Regions from separate parts of the Drosophila melanogaster genome. Here region 1 is linked to region 2. The links are chromatin contacts, called in public Hi-C maps. All regions are on one chromosome and are shown on one strand. The core of a region is the stretch at or near the end of the contact, and the rest is flanking DNA. Distances in the headings are between cores, read along the strand shown. Region 1 holds the start of lncRNA:CR34006 (long non-coding RNA:CR34006). Region 2 holds the start of CG31121.

Region 1 (3,139 bases), core at 240-2,739, 2.3 Mb before region 2:
ATGGCTACCCTTATTAAGGCCGCATAAACCCAAATTAAATTGTCGAATTAAGGCAACATTTAACGGCGGACCACGAACACAGCGAAACAAGTTATAAATTTAAATTAAAACATATACAATAAAATGTAAATCTCGCGAAATAATAAACGTCTGCGCGGCGACTCTAAATGATGTAAAGCCCGCACATTTATAAGATGTTGGCTAAATGTACATATAATGCGTCGCGGATCAACATGGCCACAATTTGCCGCTCTTGTTGTTGCCACAAATTATATGGCTTGGCCGAAACTTTGCGAATTATGTATGTACGCGGCTCGTGTACAGTGAAATATGAATTACACGCACCGCGGCGCGGGAATCGAAGGCTCGAGGAATCTTGGTCGGCCAGAAATTAAGTTAAAAATAAAACTCAAGTTGAAGACCAACTCGAAAGGTAACAAAAAAACATGCAGGCCACAACTACTGTAGGTAAACACAAGCGCACAAACAATAACAAAAACACCGGCCAGCAACATCCAAAAAATTTACAAGTCACTGCCACTCACACATGCAGCTACATATAGCCATGTAGCCATATATCCATATATCCATACACCCATATAGCCACATGGACATTTGGACATTTGGACGTGGTGGGGCAGGGCTGCAGAGCAAGTTGGCGTTCGGATAAGAAGAAGACAACCGGGAAGGAGTATAAAAAATCAAATTAAACTTCTTACAGATCCCGCTCGGCTCTTTGAGAAAACATAAAGCTCCCAAAGTCCGAGAACCAGAGCATAGTAAACACAAAAACACAAAAACACCCAGCAAAACACACGTGAGGTATAAAAGCGGGGCTTCATCGGATCTAGAGATGAGTTCGTGAGGTTCTGCCCATAGGAAAGCCCTTTTAAATGGATAATTACTTTCATATATAACATAGGTAGATACACACTTATAGTTTACTAATCGAATGTTTATAATTAATAATTAATGAAGCTCGATTTGCACAGCAGTGGAAATAGCTAGTTCGTGTTTTAAGTCTTTTGATTTCGACCTGAAAAACAGAATTAGCTCATATTATTTTTAGGATTCATCGGTTCTAGAGGTTCGTGATGAATGCCCCTTAAATGGATCATTACATTCATATATACAACTTAAGTATATAAAATAAATCGGAAATTAATAGTTTTCTGATCAAATGTTTATTACAACTTAAAACTTAATGATAATCGCGTTAACTTGGCAGCACCTAAATGGGAGCTAAGCGGAAGCTTGTAAATAAAATATTAATGCCCCGAACCAATGGCAAAGTGCCGGGTAATATTAATAAATTCCCATGTGGTCGCCACACATTTTATTGTAATATTTCCTATGCCGTTTCCAAGGTGTCATTCACGCTGTCATCCCCATTCGGAGCCCCAGCAAGGCGCATAATCCAAAGAACCCAAAAGGGGCTCCAAAGAAACATTTGTGAGTCGAGCAAATAACACTTTATTTCATTCATTTAACAGGTTTCATTTATGAGCGGCCAACAACACCAACGGGCAGTCCGTCAGTCAGTCAGTCAGCCTCCGATTCCGAATCCGACTTCTCCTCCAACTCCACCATCCCCACCATCCCCACCTCCAGCTTCCATAGCATTTCCAAACGCCAAACTCCACTTGGCGGCCCAGTGGTCAGCGCAATTCAGCCCGACTGCTGCAGCCCAAGTTGGCGATGGAGCTCGGAGTCAGTGCCAGACTAGGTAATGTTCCCACGAAACAGGTTGTGGGTCCACCTCAGCTCAGATCAGCTCGGCGGTCCGCGGTCCTGCAACGTCGGAACCCGGGGCAGCGGCTCGAGCTCGAGCTGAAGTGTTGCGCCTTCGTGCATGGCCGAGAGCTATGGGCCACCGCCACTCTGGCGTTGAACGGACTGAGCTCGGGCTCGCTTCTTTTAGTTCGATGGGTACGTCTGCAGCAAAGGGTATGCTATGCCTCATCTTATAAATGAAACTATGTGCAACAGAAAATATACTGAAAATACATATTACTTATTAATTTAAGGTATATAAATGAAGTCTAAAAGTAAAGTAGGACCTTACACAGTGTTAGGAATTCTATATCATCAAACAATTAATTTTGGAAAATCATTTAAGTTACTGGCAGTCATGAGTATCCACATGTCCAGACCATCTTGTCATAATTCTTACCACTTTTTTATTTACAGCTATGTGCGAGCCGGGCCCAGTCGAGTATATGGCCATGGGCAAGGCAATGCAAGCCGAGCGGAGTCAGGGCTGCCTCTGCCTCTGAACTGCATCTGAACTGGCGGGGTAGCTGCAACTGCAACTGGAAGTTGGTAGCAGCACCTGGGGCTGGGTTTTTGGCCAGGTACGCCACTCGCACTTACTGCCAATGGCAGCGGCAAATCAAAATCTGTGCACAATTATGGCCTACACATCTGGTCAGAAAGCCAGCCAGATAGCCAGCTAGCCAGGTCGGAATGGAATGGAATGGATCGGGTACGGCGGTGCTCGTGCTCCTCATAAATATTTAACGAGTTTCATTTTTAGCCAGCATTGTCTGCGGCATTTGCAGCACTCGAGTGGCCATTAGAAGATGTGGACGCAGACGCCTCATGAGCTCCCAATTAGTGTTGGATTACATATTTGTAGCCCGATCCTGCGGCATTGTAACCAAATTGGAACATATAAATTATGGACAAATTCGGAAAGCCGGCAAGCCGAGCCGGATAAATTGAGCGCATTAGAGCGAGAGGCTTCGTTTGGTGGATTATCAGAATTATAAGTTCATTTAAAGCATTCAAATTGGAAATTAAATCGCAATGAATCATCACAAAACGCTGTTCGATTTAACGCCCCGGAATTGTTGTGAATAAACGAGATATTTCATCCATGGAATGGCTGGCGCACATTGTTAGCAAACAAATTTCATTGTGGTTACCTGGGAAACCTATTTGTTGTGCCCAAATAACTCCGGCGCAATCCATCAAATAAGAAAGGGGCTACGAGGAGCAGCGGGTTGTCCGTCCCTCGAATCCCTCGGATGCCTCGAAATCCACCGAAAATCCCGCTGCTGGCCCATTAATTTATTGTTGTTATTACGGTGTGCTGGTAATCAACACGTTCCTTCGATGACCTTGCACTATACAACCA
Region 2 (3,136 bases), core at 349-2,848:
CAGGAATCGATCCCGACTGCGACGATCCACAGTGGACAGGCAGAGATAGTACATCAAGGGATTCTCGAGCTGTGGACAAGGGAATCCGATGCCATGAAAGTACTCCAGCATGGCACGAGTGCCTCCTGAATAGACCACTCCGCCCAGGCAGAGGAATAGGGCTCTATCCAGGAATGGGAACACATCGGAGCGAGGTTTCTCCAGCGACAGAAGAATTCCACAGCCCGTCTTCTTGGCCGTGTTGGACAAAATGGATATCAGCAGATAGGCACTCAAGGGATCGAGGCCATGGGTCGGCTCATCCAGCAATAGCATGACTAAAATAACATTTTTGTTATTTAAGGAATCTTTGTGATATATTCATCATTTTACCAGGATCTCTGACCAACTGTATTCCAATAGCCAGACGCCGTGCCTCACTGATATTAAGATACTCCACTCTCTTATGCGCCACTTGGGAAAGGGCCAAATCCGCCAGCACTTGGCGCACTTTGGAACTCTTCAGATAGCCACTCAACTAAGAAGGGTTTGGGTATTAACACAGTCAGTTATTACTTAAAATCTCTTCATATTCATTATTTTATACAAATACTCACTATAGTGGGGGTATAGTGTAGTGTTTGGGCCACCGTTAGACCAGGAACAAAGGTGCAGGATTGGGTGACATAGCCACATCTCTGTTGGAACAATGCCTTGGAGAGCGGAGATCCATTGAGTAGCACCTGACCACGAGTTGCTCCATCGGCACGTCTAGAAATAACATCTAAAAGAGCTCTCTTGCCGCTACCTAAAGTTGGTAAAATGATTATTATTATTTTGTTTTAACAAAATGTAAATTAAAAATATACCCTTCGAGCCCAGAATGGCCATAACCTCGCCGCTGTGCACGGTTAGATTGACGCCTTTGAGCACCAGGGCCGAATTGCCGGCTCCATTGAAACAGCCACCACCATCCACCTGTTGTTCAGGCCAAAAAGAAAACAATAAAGGTTTAATAGCAGGGGGTTTTCACGAGTCTAAAGAGAACGTACCTCGGTGGTGTGGAAAATGTTGTGGGCTTCCAGTACGTAGTCGCTGCCGATCATTTTCATAGCCACCGCTGGGAGAGCCGCTTTTGTTTGTTTATACTTCTCGTGCTCTTTGGGCCGAAAACACTCTGTTCGTAACTCAAGAGTGGTTTGTTAGGAGCTGATTTTCAGTTCCAGGGAGGGAAGAGAGAATATCAAGAGTGTAAAAGTGAGATTGAGATGTAGAGATACTTGATTATAAATTGGTATTTGGCTAAAACTGAAAACTAAAATTTTACACAATAAACAATTAGGAAAAATCCAACACATATTTTTTCAAAAAACTTTAATACATATTTTATATGATATTTTAGATGCTTTATTAAAATATTCTTCGGTAGTCACTTACCTCCGCGAACACGTCCTCACCAACTGAGCGCTCTGTTCCAACTGAACTGAAACTGTTGCTTGCCATTCCAATTGGCATGGCTTGAACCGCTCCGCTCCGCCTGGAAAGCGGCTCTCTCCGGCCAACTCGCTTCCAGGCGAAGCAAGCGGGCTAAGATGGCGGCCGAGGCCAAGTTCAGATCAGTTCGCTGCGAGCCGAGCTCCGAGAGAGTTGCCTCCACCGATCCGCGGTTCGCGTCGATTCGATTTTTTTCTGGCGGCCCCCTAACACACAGTTCCCAGAAGAAAATTACAAAAAAAAAATATGAAAACACATAAAACGCATTTGGAAATCTAATTGAAATATTCACGGCTTAACGGGCTATAATATACACACATATATCTGTGCAAAGGCGAATATTTTTTAATGACCACCGGGAAGTGCATGCAAATGTGGTTATTTGTTGACTCGCGGAATATCCAATAGATACAAAAAAAAAAAAAAAATAAAAAAAGGAAAAAGTGGCCAATATCCAAGTGACGTGAGTGTGTGTGTGAGCAGTGTCTATATGGTCTATATAAAATATGCAGACATCGGTGTAGCCAGCAGATCGACATTGTAATGTAAGTGTTTTGCCCAAGTTATGAATGAGTGTCACCGAGCGGCTAATTAGAGTCCAACTGGCCAACTGGTATTTACTGTTAATTGTATTAGGCCAACGGCAGCACTTGCCACCTCGAACCAAATGAAACCGACGAGTATCCACCACGGTCCACGTTCCATTCCTTTGGGTATAATACTAATACCTTCTGGTTCTTCTGTTTTTTTGTACTCCCCCCCTCTTCTGTTCTTCTGTTCTGTTCTGTTCTGCTCGCGCGGTCGTCACCATCGCAGGTCAAAGATCCCGCGAGCGGGTTTTGTCTAGCAAATGTATCTTAGCCCACACTCCATCCACCACTGCCACTGCTGGCACTTCTTTGCCGCTCTCCCTGCGCTCAGCGCCCTGCAGAGCCCAAGCGATCCAAAGTGGAAGTCCAACTCGATGCCAAAACCAGAACCCAAGTGCCAGCCAAAGCCGGAGTCGCTCAAACAGCCAAGTGCCTGCTGCTCAACTCAACTCCACTCGGCTCGGTTTGTCTTGTCTTTTATTTTCTCTGCAGCTCACTGCTCCGCTGCACAGGAAAAAAAGCGAGATAATAAATCTAATATACAAGCAATATATCATATTTTAAATATTTATGTTTTGTTTCATCAAATGGCTTCATTTCATGTTTCAGCTAATGGCTATAGCATTAGTATAGTGTAAAAAGATATATCCTTGTTGCAAATTGAATAAAACAAATTTATTTAATTATTTAGTAAACTGTTTCATTCAAAATATTTGATATTTTGTTTTTTAATAGTTCAAATTATATTTCCAACATTTTTATATCACATATCATTATGTAGTATTTCTCGCTGTGTGCCAGTGTGTATCTCACAGATACAAGTTTCAGTTTGTTTGTTTGTTTGGCCGGCTGTCTTTGCCTTTGCCATTGCCTCTTTGCGGAGCTGGGTTCTTAGCTCTCCGGGGATCGCTGGTTGTTTGCTCTACCCGCAGATGCTAGCATCGTCTTGGTCTGGTCATTTCCTCGTAAAAACTGCCTTAAACTTACGATCGAGCACTATAGCCATTATTTGTTTTTATGTTTATACTTTAAGCACATAAATAACTTTTTATGCGCCTTAGAATAGTTTGCAT

The links. A called contact is a pair of places that touch in the nucleus more often than the background predicts.
Region 1: a Hi-C map of the Kc167 cell line shows a contact between it and region 2, with 1.6 times the contacts expected there. A contact is called at or near these places in 4 of 107 Hi-C or Micro-C datasets (the Kc167 cell line, brain, embryo and 1 more).

What each region holds. Positions count from the first base shown.
Region 1 is chr3R:27,216,534-27,219,672 of dm6, reverse strand. lncRNA:CR34006 (long non-coding RNA:CR34006) reads left to right here and starts at 1,489. Exons shown (of 3, transcript NR_125276.1): 1 at 1,489-1,947; 2 at 2,191-2,485; 3 at 2,537-3,139.
Region 2 is chr3R:24,893,067-24,896,202 of dm6, reverse strand. It overlaps CG31121, which reads left to right and starts at 1,598. Exons shown (of 8, transcript NM_170179.2): 1 at 1,598-2,018. CG11069 reads right to left here and starts at 1,461. Exons shown (of 12, transcript NM_143050.2): 1 at 1,417-1,461; 2 at 1,032-1,188; 3 at 849-957; 4 at 597-787; 5 at 373-517; 6 at 1-317. The coding sequence starts at 1,091.